Linked DNA regions of Mus musculus: all the other regions are linked to region 4. The links are chromatin contacts, called in public ChIA-PET, Hi-C and HiChIP or PLAC-seq maps. All regions are on one chromosome and are shown on one strand. The core of a region is the stretch at or near the end of the contact, and the rest is flanking DNA. Distances in the headings are between cores, read along the strand shown.

Region 1 (2,700 bases), core at 12-2,511, 360 kb after region 4:
CCTGGCCTGCATTTGTGATTCTTAAGGAGTTTTCTGTCTCTGGGTATCTCCTGCGTCTCCCTCCTTGCTCTGTAGACACGTCACTCTGAGTGCTGTGCTGAGTCTCTGCCCTCTTTTACTCTGTTGATGTGCTAAAGCACTGACCAGAGCAACGTGGGGAGGAAAAGGGTTAACCTGCTTACAGGTTACAGTCTGTCACTGAGGGAGGTCAGAGCAGGGGCTCAGAGCAGGAACCTGGACGGGGGACTGAAGCAGAGGCCATGGAAGAACACTGTCACTGGTTTGCTCCGTCTGCGTTCTTATATAACCTGGGCCCACCTGCCCGTCATCAATTAGCCATCAAGAAGAAAGTGTCTCCAAAGATGTGCCCACAGGCCATTCTAACAGAAGCCATCTCTTGTTTGAAGCTTCTTCTCGCCCCCTCCCCATGTGTCTGGGAAGCTAACATGGGTGTCTGTTCCGCGTCACTCCATTTAAGTGGCTGTGTCTGCAGTACTTTGCACACTGTGTCTGAGATTTGTACGTGACTGAGGCATCACTCTTCCGTGCCCCAATAGTAGTTCCTGTTGTTCACACAGTGTTCCCATCTGCCTGTCCCAGATGTTGCTCCCTTAGGTGTTTCTGGTAGGTGGTATTAGTGTGTGTCCCAGTGTCCTGTCACAGAATGGTGAATACTGACAGATTATTTTCCAGGGTGCTCTGTGCCTGTTCCTTTGTAACAGTGCTGTCTTTATCTTCCAGGTGCCCCAAATCAGGTGGCGACAAGAGCAGAGCTCCTACTCTGTGCCTCGTGTGTGGGAGTCTCCTCTGCTCTCAGAGTTACTGCTGCCAAGCTGAGCTGGAGGGTGAGGACGTCGGAGCCTGCACAGCACACACCTACTCCTGCGGCTCCGGGGCCGGCATCTTCCTGAGGTAAGGCCCTCGGCTGGCCGTGTTCACCTGAGCACTTCGGGGACTTTCGAAGCCACTGTGCCACTGTGTGCAGACTACAAAGAGCCAGGGCTCTCACATTTCCCGTATGGCTGGTGACAGCTCCCAACTGACAGCTTAGCTCCCCTTTGTGCCTCCTTAAATGTGGGGCGATCCCTGTCCCTCGTTTCCTCCCCAAATTCAGGTAAAGAATTCCCCCGTCAGGAACTGCAGAGACGGAGCACAAGAGCACCTGTATTCAGGTCCCAGCATTTGGGTCAGCAGTGCAGCTCACGACTGCCTGTAGCTCTGGTGCTAGGGGATCTGCTGCCCTCTGCTGGCCTCTGTGGACTCACACACTTACACATAAAGCATAAATTTGTAAATCTTTAGAGCCCAGCATCATCTTTGCCTCTGTGGTGCTCTTAGGTTTTCTCTGAGGAGGCACGGGTTGCCACTGGGTCCTGTACTCAGATAAAAATACTTAGTAACTGTTGTATGTCATTTTTTAAACGAGTAATTTTCTCATAATTGTGGGGAAAAGATGAGCTGTCTTTCCCCACACTTAGCTGTTTTAAATTCTGCTTGGAGCCCTGGGTTCTCGACACAGTCACTGTCTGAATTTGCAGCACGTCATTGCCAGGTACATTCCCGCCGCATGGCTCCACTGAACACTTGTGTAAAGAGTCCCTTGTTCTCCTGAATTGGCACCTCGGAGGCTTACCTCCTCCGTCTGCTAACCTAGGCCTAGGCCTGGGGACTTCCAGACTGCACACAGGCCAATCTAGGCCGACAGTGTTTCCAGCCTCTGAGACTTTGTGCTGAATAAGCTCACCCTTCCTGGTTCTTTCTGAGCTCTGACTGGCTGTGACTCACACCCCTCTCCATGCTGACTGAGTCAGACTGACTTCTGAGTTGCTCTGTTTGGCCTCATGCTACCTTTGCAAGCTCCTCTGATCTTCTGGCTCCTTCTCATTCTCTGACTCATTCTGTCTTCACCGTGTCTGCTTGGTCTCTCTTCAGCCTGTCTCTGTAAAACCCTCCCGGTAAATCTGCCTTCTCTCTTCCCTCTGGCTCTGCGCTGCTCTCTCAAGTAGCTTCCTCTTCCTCAAGAGAGTGAGGCACATCCTATTCTGTCAGATCTTTCTCTGATTCATAATTCTGTCTGCCACTCCATTAGACGTCACTTCCAAACATGGCTGTGTCCTTCCACAAACTATGGATTTAAAGGTATGTCCTAAAGGCAAGTCTGTATTCCAGCAGAGGGATTAAAACCGAGCCGTACCACAACTAGAAACAGTTTTTTCCATAAGTAACACAGTCTCAGGGTTCACAGTGTGATCAAGTCCCCTGCACCAGACTTGGGCGGATACCTTGCTACTCGCAGGTATCTCTGTTACAGCTGCTCTCGTCTCCTGACCTGGCCTTTTGTGCATGTGTTTCCTTACATAAGCCTTTTCTCTGAGTTGAATCAACATCATGTTACTTACATAAATGTACAAAGATGAATGCTCTCTCCACAGAGTGCGGGAATGTCAGGTGCTATTTTTAGCTGGCAAAACCAAAGGATGTTTTTATTCTCCTCCTTACCTTGACGACTATGGAGAGACCGACCAGGGACTCAGGTAAGGACCCGGCCTGGGGTTAGGAAGATGAGCCTCGTGGAGAGCATGATAAGCAGGGAGGTCCTGAAGTCAGCTGGGCTGGTACCCAGGAGTGGGCTCTGCTGAAGGTAGCTTGTCACCCGTGGACTTGTCACCTGTGGACTCGTTCTCAAGGAGCACACCTGGC
Region 2 (2,700 bases), core at 146-2,645, 300 kb after region 4:
GCATTTCCTGTAGGTGCTGTGGGGCAGGAACGCTTCTGGAATCTCCATTAGGATCCACTTAGCTACTCTCAAGTTTCTTTATGGCTATCTTCAGGACAGAAAGGCTGGGATGAGTGTCCTTCCAGTTCTGGTAACCTGGCTTAGAAGGGAAAACAGGTTTGGCAGGAGAAGGTCAGAAGGAGTTTGTTTTCTGAGGCCTGAGGCACCTCCGTGTTATTCAAGCCACTAGGAAGGCACAGGCGGGGAACATGTGTGTCATATCACACCAGGCCTCTGACTACCAAGCCCTTGTTCATTCTTGCCTGCCTTTTATTCTCACATGCCAGTGTTAGTTGTTGTTTCACTCATATTTAATAAAATGTGGGAAAATGGGCTCATGTCTTGTTTTTGTTTTTTTTTTTTTTGTTTTTTTTTCAGCTAAATTCAGATGTGTAGACATGCACTTTTTTTGTTAAAAATAAATCACGGAGGCTGGAGAGCGGCTCAGCAGTTCCGAGCACTGTCTGCTGAGGACTCAAGTTTCCTTCCCAGCATCCATGTCGGTCTGCTTGAAACCACTTGTAACCCCAGTTCCAGGGAGGCTAACTCACCTCTGTCCTATGCAGGCTAGTGCACTCGAGGTGCAAATACCCACATTTAGATACACAGAAATACATATAATTTAAGATACTAAAAATAAGTATTGGAAAACATGTGATATGCTGGTGATGGCTCAGCAGGAGTGGGTCTTTGTCATCAAGCCTTAACCCAAGTCAGATCCTCAAGACCACGTGATGGAAAGAGAGGACTGACAGCTGCAGGTCATCTCTGACCTCTGCATGTGCACTGTGGTACAGAGGCTTGCTCACACACACACACACACACACACACACACACATATCTATAAATAAAAAAGTGTTTTTGAGTATTCTTCTTTTATTTTAATGGATTATTTCTTGTGACCACTGAAACTTAGAAGTGTGGCCTGTTGTTTGGAACTGTCATCCCTAGTAAAGGCTGGGGAGTTTCTGAGATGGAGAAAGCAAAATAAGACCTCGATACGGTTTCCTAGGTTGTCAGCCCTAGAGAAAGAATTGTGGGGTAAGAATCCCAAAGTAGGAGATGTTGATGAATTTTACTGCAGAGAGAAGGGGGGCATGCTGGCCTCCAGAGAACTGTGCTGCTGGAGTACGGGACCCCTGTCTTATGGACACACTAGGTGGAGGAGAGGAAGGAGTTCAGGTGACCCATTCTAAGACAGGTGCCGTTTGCCCCTGTACGCTTCACTCTTTCTGTCCTTACATGGGGTTTTCACGTGTGTCAGGTGCATGATGGGAACAACTAGTTTGCAAGGCTGGCCATCAGCACAGCTGGCCACGCTGTGTCCAGCCCCTGTGGGCGGTGCTGTGGGTTAATGTTGCAGCAGCCACAGGATGGCCTGCTGTAACATAGCTCTGAGGTTGCATCAGCAGCCAGCCTCCATGCAGTTTGACCCTTCGTGGGAAAGCAAGTTGTCTTGTGGTACTGCCCTCTTTTACCACAAAGTACACGCAAAGGTACTTTGCCACATAGCACACTTGGGCTGTGGAAAGAGATGTTGGTAACTTAGCAAGATGGACTTGTCTTGAGCTCACATCCCCTGTTATCCCAAACTGGGCTGCCCTGTGAGTCCTGTTTCCCAGCTGCAGATGTGAAACATGTATCTAGTGCCTCAGGCAGAACAACAAACATTGTCGGCTCCCAGGGCTACTGCTGAGAGTGCTGGGACAGTACAAAGGTGACATTTTGCTGCTCACTCTGTTCCTTTTTTATTTTATGTATGTGACTACACACTTTAGCTGTGCAGATAGTTGTGAGCCTTCATCTGATTGTTGGGAATTGAATTTAGGACCTCTGTTCTCTCCAGTCGGCCCCATCTGCTCCAGCCCAAAGATTTATTTATTATAAATACGTACACTGTAGCTGTCTTCAGACACAGAAGAGGGCATCGGATCTCATTACGGGTGGTTGTGAGCCACCATGTGGTTGCTGGGATTTGAACTCAGGACCTTTGGAAGAGCAGTCAGTGCTCTTATCCGCTGAGCCATCTCTCCAGCCCCCACTGTTTCTTTAGTAGTGCTGTTAGTTGTATGTTTCCAATTCTCGTTCAGTCGCATTTACTTGTCAACTAGCTACTCTGGAGAGTGTTCTTCAGGTTAGGTATAGAAAACCCAGCCATTCTGGGTTTGCAGCCTCAAATATTCCCTCTGCCTTAGAACATGAGGCATCTGTGTCTCATAGGAACATTTGCTGCCCCATTCTTTGGGAAATTTTTTATTTATTTAACTATAGACAAGCAAATCCGCAAACTGTCAGAGCTGTCTTGATTATTATGGATACTAAACATAATTGCCTTTATGCACTAGAGGTGAGACTGAGAGAAACCCATCCAGACGGGGAAATCCAGAAGAGATAGTTATGAATCTAAGAACACCAAGGAGCCAAATAATGAAAACCTTTCATCCCAACACTTGGGAGGCAGAAGTGGTCAGATCTCTGTGGGTTCAAAGCCAGCCTGGTCTACATAGTGAGTGCCAGGGCTGTACAGAGAGGCCTCGTCTCGGAATAAAGGAAACAGTAACATAACAGCACTCTCTGGCCTCCACTTTAGATGCAACTTCCACAAAAACTTGCAAACTCTGACTTAGGGGTTTGCTTAGCTTCCGGGGTCAGTGTTCCTGG
Region 3 (2,700 bases), core at 92-2,591, 330 kb after region 4:
ACCTAATATAATTAATTATCGTTTTAGATCTATTACTACCATAATGTGAAATGCAGGCGAGAGATGTTCGACAAGGACATAGTGATGCTTCAGGTAATGAGTTAAAAACCCTGACTTCAGGGCTGTGGGGAGGCCTGGTCTTGTTTTACTGAGTCAGTCACCTAACACTCACTTGCAGATCTCTGAATCCTACCTGCTCTGTCTACTAACACTCCCCACTCAAGGCCAACAGCCTGCAGAATGCTTCCCCCAGTCTCCAGATCAGGGTCAGACTCAGCATGCCAGATGCAGCTGCTACAGTCAGACAGACAGCTGGCTAGACAGACAGACAGACAGCTCAGTGCTTAAGAGCTTTGCTGCTCATAAAGGAGCCGAGTTCTTTTTCCAGCACCACAGCAGGCAGCCACAACCACGGGGACTCCAGCTCCTTTCTGGTCTCTGTAGGCACAGCACTCATGTGGCAGACACTGGCACGCATAACCGTAAATTCTAAAAAATAAACAGACTGGCTTGGTGGTGCACGCAGAGACAGGCAGATCTCTGAGTTCGAAGGCAGTGTGCTTACATAGTGAGACCCTGACTCAACAGACTTAATAGCAGCAGCAGCACCAAAAGATAGGTGCTATGGATATGGTCCAGCACTGGCTGCTCTTCCAGAGAACTCTACTTCAGTTCCTAGCTGTTGAGTCCAGTTTGATTTAGAACTTTTAAAAATGGCATTAAGAGAAAAGAAGCTATCGTTTTATGTAATGGAGTGCTTACCACAAAAGGGTCTCAGTAACAGAATACGTATGTACATACTAGGGGCTTAATTGATATTCCTCTCAGTTCCTAGTAGGCAGTGAACTCTGATAGGAAACTGCAGCGAAATTCATAGCCGTGTCCTTCAGTGGACTGAGACAGGAAAGGAGCCGAACTGCCTGTGTGGTTCTCCTGGGGTTCAGTTTTAAGGGAGGTTTCTTTGTGTGGATTGTTTGACCTGCTTAGATTCCTGTCCCCTCTTGGCAGCCACATGATATAGGGTGTGGCTAAGTAGGTGTCCATTTTTTCTTCAAATTGGTGGTCAAATAAGCTGTTTTCTTGTGCAACCTTAAACATCTCTCACTAACACTGAGTGTCCCTTCTGACCTTCCTCTTCTCCTTTGTCTCAAACAAACAAAAAAGACAGGTGTCTCCATGATGGACCCAAACCACTTCCTGATGATCATGCTCAGCCGCTTTGAACTCTATCAGCTCTTCAGCACGCCTGACTATGGGAAGAGATTCAGTTCTGAGGTTACCCATAAGGTAAGAGCCTGTGTCACAACGCCCACGTGTCCTGTATGTGTGAGGGACAGCAGTGGGCGTGTTCTCACCTCTGCACTTGCCCCTCCTCCCACAGGACGTCGTTCAGCAGAACAACACTCTGATCGAAGAGATGCTCTACCTCATCATCATGCTTGTGGGTGAGTGCACACCGCCTTGATGTGGGCCTGGCGATGGCAGCAGGGCGCTGAGCTTGCTCGATCAGTCATGGGAAGAGAACGGGCACACAGCCCTTCACACACACACACCCCAGAAAGAGGAAGGGGTGCAATGGCCGAAACAGATGAACTGAAAGGCTGTATTTGGGCCAAGGGTGGAGGGAGACTGGCACAGCTTGGGAACACATTGTGAGCAGAGAGTTGCTAGGACTAAAATCTTCGCTTTGTTTCTTCTCTCTTGGTTCTTGGTTTAAATGTCTTCTTGACTCCAAAGACAGCAACCACAGGTTAATGAAGACCAGTGACTCAGAGACGTCTGTTTATTACCTACGTCTCCTGTTCGCTTGGCCCTGCTTTCCCAGTTCTTTGATCCCTTCTGCTCTGTCATTCCCCCACTGTTCAGACCTTCTGTGGCCGTAAAGTAGCCAATCCAGTGGGCAGAGGTGGCCCTAATGAAGAGGGTCTCAGAGTGATACCAGCCTGTCCTAGACAGAAGCACAGAGGAGGAAAGGGTGTGACTTCCACTGGTCCCGTCGTACTTCTGGTCCTTCTCCAAAGCAGCCATGAAACCTTAAGTCGGTGCATCAGACTCAGTATAAACGGGAACTGCTATTGCCTTCCAAACCAGCCTTTATTTTCCCACAGAGTGACCCAGACAGAGGATGGATTCTGTTGCAAGAACTGGAAATCTGTACACATAAGTACATGGGTCCATTAAATGTGTGCATCTACCTTTCATTTTGGACAGGAGAAAGATTCAACCCTGGGGTTGGACAGGTGGCTGCCACAGATGAAATCAAGAGGGAGATTATCCATCAGTTGAGCATCAAGCCTATGGCTCACAGTGAGCTGGTGAAGTCTCTGCCTGAAGATGTAAGTGTCCACAGTTAAGAAACCCGGAAGCTGCTCCTCCCCAGCAGTGTGTGCACTTCCCCCCTGGGTGCAAGCTACAGTTCTAAGATGGCTATTCCATCTGGAAAGGAGAACACTGGGAACAGTGACTAGGGAGCAGAGCTGAGCTAGAGAGAACTCTGAAGAATGTGGTGCTTAGAGCTAAGTGGTTTTGTCCACAGAGCAGGGGCATATTAGGGTCTGTCTGACCCCAAGGAGTGCAGGTGACGCTTTCACCTGAGGGAGGAGGTATCCACTCGAACTTGAGTAAACACACATTCTCAGGGCTTTTTCCTTACTCCAGTGCAGAAGAGTCTCTTGGTTGGTTGGTTGGTTGGTTGGTTGG
Region 4 (2,700 bases), core at 58-2,557:
AAACAGTCTCAGATAGGGCTCCTTTAAGCCCACTTCCCCTACCCTACTCCCCACCCCCATCCAGCTGCCGAAGATTCAGGAAATGCAAACCTCACAAAAAGATAAGCTGGACCAAACAGAGAAGGGCCAGCTCTGGGACCCTGTTGGGCAAGTGACTTCCTGTCCTATACCCCAGGCTCTGCTTCTGCAGAACACAGGACCCTGAGCTTCAAGAGGGAACTCAGTGTGAGGAGTTTCTCTAGGTGCTCCCCGGGACACCCCAAAAATCCTGGACCAGGGCTTGAAACAGTAGATCCTCCTCCACACTGGTATCTTAGAGGGTCCCCAAAGAGCAGCCCATTGTGGGGAGGAAGGCTGAGGAGAAGGCTCAGCAGTTAAAAGCACTTGGCTGCTCTTCCAGACAACCTGGGTTTGGTTTCCAGCACGCACATGATGGTTCAAATGACCTGTAACTCCAGTCCAGGGTCCTAACCCCGTCTCTTCTGGCCTCCTTGGACACTGTACCCAACGCTGGGCAGTGGAGACAGGGAGGATTCCTGGAGTTCACTGGCCTAATCTGGGAGTTCCAGGCCAAGGGGCGGTTGTCATAAAAGACAAGGAAGACACTTGAGATTGTCCGTTGGCTTCCACATGCACAAGCACACGTGCGCGCACACACAAATGCACACAGGCATGCACACATGCACACACATGTAAAAAATACATAGCTGACCATGGTGGCTGACAGGGGAGGAGCATCTTGGGCTCAAGGCCAGTTTCGGCTACAGAGTTTGAGAGACCCTGCCTCAAATGTCCACACGCAAACAAGTAAACACAGAAATCAGAACATATCAGAATGGCGCACGTGTTACGACCAGTGCAGGTCAGGGACTTAAGGTAGTTTTAGGAGCAAGACATTCACTCTGTCATCATGCTGTGCTGATGGCCAGTCTCCAGAGGAGCACTTAAAGACTCACTTGAGAGCATGTTTCTGTCAGCTATTATGTAACCCTGACAGCACAGGGGCCCTCAGCCCGGGACACCTCCTGGCTTTATACCCAGTGCCTCTGGCACCCCAGGCTCCTCAGACAGTCCTGGATGCGCTGCACCCTGCTTCCTGGTTCTGGAATTATCTCCATGGGTGTATCCAGGACAAGCCCTTGCTTCAACCAGGGCTCAGCTGCCTCGGGGAATTCACCAGTGGGAAATAGTTAAATAGTTAATCTCATTGAGCTCGCCCTGGGCCAAGCCAGCTGGATGGAAGGATCAGTCTGGCCTCAGAGCCCTGAGTAAGTAGAGGTAAGGAGGGGCAGGAAGGGTGACTCACCCAGCAGAGAGGCTGTTAATAGACTCTGAGGTTTACTGGTGGGGTTGGGCCTCTAGCCCCAGGCGTATGGGCCTAGCCACTCATTTGATTGAGAACATCAGGACACCTTCTCCTAACTGTATGGGAAGAGAAAAACCTTTCCCTAATCCCATCCACCCCCTTACCCAGGTTGCCTAGCAACCCCCTCCCTCCCCAAACAACCAAGCAACACGAGGTAGTTTGAATAGAGTTTGGTCCTTACAGTTTTAGAGAAAGATGCCAATTCCTGAGCTTGGTGACCCAGGTTCTGGGAAAACTTAAGGCAGAAGCACACAAGTTGATGATGTTTGTGGATGGCTAGACGACTCAGGAGCCTGGGGGCACACAGTAGGACTTCATAGGACTTTGGATATGCTAACAGCTGGCGGAACCTTCGGGAGGGGCCATGGAGGCCATCTGTGGGCCTGGAAGCCACTAGCTGGCACTTACTGCCTATGAGAACAGTTACTGGTCTCTAAGACTAGACCCCACCATTTCTACAGCCAAACGTTGTAGAACCCAAACTCCCTCTGCTGCCATCTCACCTACTGGAGCCACTGACTCAATGCAAGTCTTCCTCCTCCAGGAAGCCTTCCCTGACCCCTCACAGGCACAGCACTCTCTCCCTCAGCTTCCTTTCTAAGTGAAGATATTTGGTTCTTTAGGCAACTCTTTGGCTATGCCTTTTTGATGCTACACGTTCACCACACAGAGCCCAGAGTCACTAAAAGTAGCAGTCCCTGAGGCAAAAGTGGGTACCTGATCGATATCAAATCAGGAAGTGGCCTGAGATAAACCTGGTAGTGCAGAAAACCACCAAGCAGAGGCGAAGACAGCTGAAGGCGGGGGCGGGAAGATGGCTTGGTGGGTAAAGGTGTCTGCCACATAAATCCGGCAACTTCAGCTTGATTCCCTGGAGACCATGTAACAGTGGAAGGGAGTCCAAAGAGCTGACCTCTGACCCTGCGCTCCTGCTATGGCACGCCCATCACCCCATGCGTAATTGGTGCACACACAGAATGGAGGTGAATGGATGTTGAAGATCCTTCTTCCCTGGCCAGAGGACCATGGTTATGGGCAGCCAGACCGCCCTTCATAAGGCTCCATAAGGGAACAGACCACAGCGAGAGGCTCCAGCACCTCTCGTGGCACATCACAGAACAGGACACAGGAGTGTGTATGGAGGATGGGATATTTCAGGCTCTTTTCAAGAACCCAAGGCTGATACCTGCTGCAAGCAATGGCTAGCCATGAGCTGTGTCTTGCCTCTGATCGTTTGATATTTATTTATTGATTGATTGAGAAAAGATGTCACTCTGTAGACCGGCCTGGCCTGAAATACTATCTGTAGCCCAGGCTGCCCTCAAACTCATAGT
Region 5 (2,700 bases), core at 27-2,526, 430 kb after region 4:
CACACGTCCCCTGCAAAACACAGAATAGATAAAATGTAATTGATGATGATGGTGATGGTGGTGGTGGTGGTGGTGATGACGCCGACGCTGACTGTATCCAGGGAAGCTGGAAAAGACAATGAACAGTTGGTACCTGGGCTGGGGATGTCACTAGCTCAGTGGTAGATAATCTGTTTAGCCTTCATGAGTGGGTTCGACCTGTAATACTCAAGTAAAGTAAGAAAGTATGATTCAAGCCTTGGTCCTTCCCAGGAATGTCCTCCACCTATGGGTTCCCGCAAGGCAATCTGGTTTTTTTTACTGTCGTTTGTTCTTTGTTTTGAGTTTTTTTTTTTCCCCTGTCACTATTTTGATACACTCTCATGTAGCCCAGGCTAGCCTGAAGTGCACTGTGTTGTTATGGGTAATCTTGAACTCCTGTTCCTCTTGGCTCCGCCTCCCAGATTGCTACGATGACAGAGCTGAGCCGCCATGCTCAGTGGAGGGAGAGCTAGGGATTGTACATGCTAGGCAAGAACTCTAAGTGAGCCATGCCCATGGCCCGGTTTTCAATTATGTGTAGGCCTGTGTGTCTCTATGTGGGTATATATGCAAACGAGTGCAGGCGAGGAGGAGGTTAGAGGTGTCAGATCCCCTGGAGCTGGAACTGAGCTCTGGTCCCCTACCCCGGCAAGTGCTCTGACAGAGCCCAGGCTGACCCAAGGCTTTCCAGATAGTTAAAGATGAGATTACAGGCAAGAGCCTAAGCCCCTGGCCTTAGGTTTAGGAATCTGTATCTTAATTCATTACGGAGTGCCAGAGGTTGAGGCACTAGCATGTGCCTGTTCTGAGCTGTTCACCCACGGGGGCGGGGGGGGGGGCAGGGGGGGTTGTGTTGTTAGAGCAACTCCCCAGTCAGTGAGGTGCAGATGGTGATGGGACACATTCCACTTTGAGATTTAGAGAGGTGCCTCTAAATCTAGGCAGGAGATTGACCGGGGGTGGGGTGGGGGTGGGGGCAAGCAAGAGATGAAGCCTGATGTCTGTGGAGAAGAAGGCCTGGCTTTTAGGGGAGGCTTGTGGGTGGGTTCTGTGCTTTGAAGGAAAGAATGAAGAAGAACTCTACAGTGTCCAGGGTGTGGCTGAGGGGAAAGGTTTGAGTCACAAATATGGAGACTAGAACGGTTAGAAGAAATGGTCACGTGCCTCTCCATGCGCCCTGCTTTCAGTGGGTAAGATGGACTCCTAAGGCCTCATGCCAGGCCCTCGTGAGCTGTTCCTCCCGAGCACCCGTGCCCTCTGCTCTGACTGTCAGTTTCTGAACAATGTCCTGGTTGTGTTAGATATGACTCACAAGGAGCTGACACATGTACCCAACTGGTATTTGGCTGCTGTGATTCATCCCGAGTGACGTGCATTTGAACATGGTGAGAGTATACGTACCTTTGCCCACGGTGTCCTCCACTGACACCTCGGTAACTCCTCACCGTTCCAGTAACCGTGCAGCTTTTTACCATGTGGCCCTGGATGTTAGTCCCGCAGTGTCCCTTCTCCTTGGTTTCTCTCTTTCTCTCTCTCACTCTTTAAAAATTAGATATTTTCTTTATTTGCATTTCAAATGTTATCCCCTTTCCTAGTTTCCCCTCTGAAAATCTCCTATACACCCTCCTCCTACTCCTGCTTCCTGACCCTGGCGTTTGCTTATACTGGGGCATAGAACCTTCACAGGACCAAGGGCCTCTCCTCCCATTGATGACTGACTAGGCTATCCTCTGCTACATATGCAGCTGGAGCAGTGAGTCCCACCATGTGTTTTCTTTGATTGGAGGTTTAGTCCCAGGGAGATCTGGGGGTACTGATTAGTTCATATTGTTGTTCCTCCTATGGGGCTGCAAACCCCTTCAGCAACTTGGGTACTTCCTCTACCTCCTTCATTGGGGACCCTGTGCTCAGTCCAAATGGATGGCTGTGAGCATCCACTTCTGTATTTGTCAGGCACTGGCAGAGCCGCAGGAGGCAGCTATATCAGGCTCCTGTTGGCATCTGCAATAGTGTCTGGGTTTGGTGGTTATTTATGGGATGGATGCCCAGGTTTCTCTCTTTTTTACTTCATGTGTGTGTGTGTGTGTGTATGTGTGTGTGTGTGTGTGTGTGCGCGCGCGCATGTATGTGCACACCTGTGTGCACATGCCTGTGGAGGCCAGGAGACAACCTGGGGTGTCATTTGTCAGAGGTGACCAACCTTGTTTTGGAGACAGCCTTTCTCCTGGCCTGGAACTCATCAAATAAGCCCACCTAGCTGACCTCTGTGTCTGCCTCCCTAGCACTGGGGCTACAAGCTCATGCTATCAGCACCTGGCTTTTTAACATGGGTCCTGGGGCTCAAACCCGGGTCCTCATGCTTGTGCATGGGAGGTCTTTCCTGACTAGGTCTTTACTGACTGAGCCACCTCCCAGCCTTCCTTAGTGTTCTTAGAGTGTTGAGAATACATCTTAGAGGCCTGCTTAATACCTTCTCACCCTCTCCCTCCCCCCTCCCCCTCCCCCTCTCCCTCCCTCTCCCCCTCCCTCTCTTTTCCTCTCTCTCTAATAAGTGACCATTAGATTGACCCCTTCTTCAGATGTTTCAATTCTGTATTGTTAATTTGTGTTTTCTTATTTGTTCTGTTTTGAGACAGGGTTTTCACTATGTAGCCCTCGCTGGCCTGGAACTTGCTAAGT

Evidence for each region. Hi-C and Micro-C count contacts between places; a contact is called where the count stands out from the background. ChIA-PET counts read pairs in DNA pulled down with a chosen protein or histone mark. HiChIP or PLAC-seq counts read pairs in DNA pulled down with a chosen protein or histone mark.
Region 1: a contact with region 4 is called in a Hi-C map of rod photoreceptor, with 2.0 times the contacts expected there. The contact joins two enhancer-like sites. A contact is called at or near these places in 3 of 39 promoter capture datasets (hematopoietic stem and progenitor cells, liver and stem cell-derived epiblast-like cells), 3 of 484 Hi-C or Micro-C datasets (the P5424 cell line, nephron progenitors and rod photoreceptor), 1 of 115 datasets of contacts at active chromatin or transcription factors (astrocytes) and 1 of 9 other capture datasets (embryonic stem cells).
Region 2: a contact with region 4 is called in an H3K27ac HiChIP or PLAC-seq map of the NIH/3T3 cell line, with 2.9 times the contacts expected there. The contact joins two enhancer-like sites. A contact is called at or near these places in 4 of 115 datasets of contacts at active chromatin or transcription factors (the NIH/3T3 cell line, bone marrow-derived macrophages, craniofacial prominence and 1 more).
Region 3: an RNA polymerase II ChIA-PET map of memory CD8 T cells shows a contact between it and region 4, with 7 read pairs. The contact joins two enhancer-like sites. A contact is called at or near these places in 1 of 484 Hi-C or Micro-C datasets (bone marrow-derived macrophages), 2 of 115 datasets of contacts at active chromatin or transcription factors (embryonic fibroblasts and memory CD8 T cells) and 1 of 9 other capture datasets (embryonic stem cells).
Region 5: an HNF4G HiChIP or PLAC-seq map of pancreatic cancer cells shows a contact between it and region 4. The contact joins two enhancer-like sites. A contact is called at or near these places in 3 of 115 datasets of contacts at active chromatin or transcription factors (bone marrow-derived dendritic cells, bone marrow-derived macrophages and pancreatic cancer cells).

Annotation. Positions count from the first base shown.
Region 1 is chr17:46,932,287-46,934,986 of GRCm38.p6, reverse strand. It overlaps Ubr2 (ubiquitin protein ligase E3 component n-recognin 2), which reads left to right. Exons shown (of 47, transcript NM_146078.3): 45 at 742-912; 46 at 2,433-2,534. Among named protein-coding and RNA genes, the nearest start is that of Prph2, 23 kb to the right of the region's middle. Within about 2 kb of position 1,261, at least 97 of the 459 cell types and tissues checked have an H3K27ac peak or open chromatin away from gene starts, as enhancers often do. A contact at or near this core is called in rod photoreceptor, where this site is marked.
Region 2 is chr17:46,993,861-46,996,560 of GRCm38.p6, reverse strand. All of the region lies in intron 2 of Ubr2 (ubiquitin protein ligase E3 component n-recognin 2), which reads left to right. Among named protein-coding and RNA genes, the nearest start is that of Ubr2, 15 kb to the left of the region's middle. Within about 2 kb of position 1,395, at least 131 of the 459 cell types and tissues checked have an H3K27ac peak or open chromatin away from gene starts, as enhancers often do. A contact at or near this core is called in the NIH/3T3 cell line and bone marrow-derived macrophages, where this site is marked.
Region 3 is chr17:46,965,777-46,968,476 of GRCm38.p6, reverse strand. Ubr2 (ubiquitin protein ligase E3 component n-recognin 2) reads left to right here. Exons shown (of 47, transcript NM_146078.3): 18 at 28-93; 19 at 1,165-1,287; 20 at 1,382-1,445; 21 at 2,212-2,336. Among named protein-coding and RNA genes, the nearest start is that of Ubr2, 43 kb to the left of the region's middle. Within about 2 kb of position 1,341, at least 24 of the 459 cell types and tissues checked have an H3K27ac peak or open chromatin away from gene starts, as enhancers often do. A contact at or near this core is called in memory CD8 T cells, where this site is marked.
Region 4 is chr17:47,292,793-47,295,492 of GRCm38.p6, reverse strand. The region is part of intron 2 of Trerf1 (transcriptional regulating factor 1); the gene reads right to left. Among named protein-coding and RNA genes, the nearest start is that of Trerf1, 64 kb to the right of the region's middle. Within about 2 kb of position 1,307, at least 225 of the 459 cell types and tissues checked have an H3K27ac peak or open chromatin away from gene starts, as enhancers often do. A contact at or near this core is called in the NIH/3T3 cell line, bone marrow-derived macrophages, memory CD8 T cells and 2 more, where this site is marked.
Region 5 is chr17:46,865,612-46,868,311 of GRCm38.p6, reverse strand. It overlaps a transcript of Bicral not described here. Among named protein-coding and RNA genes, the nearest start is that of Tbcc, 24 kb to the left of the region's middle. Within about 2 kb of position 1,276, at least 98 of the 459 cell types and tissues checked have an H3K27ac peak or open chromatin away from gene starts, as enhancers often do. A contact at or near this core is called in bone marrow-derived macrophages and pancreatic cancer cells, where this site is marked.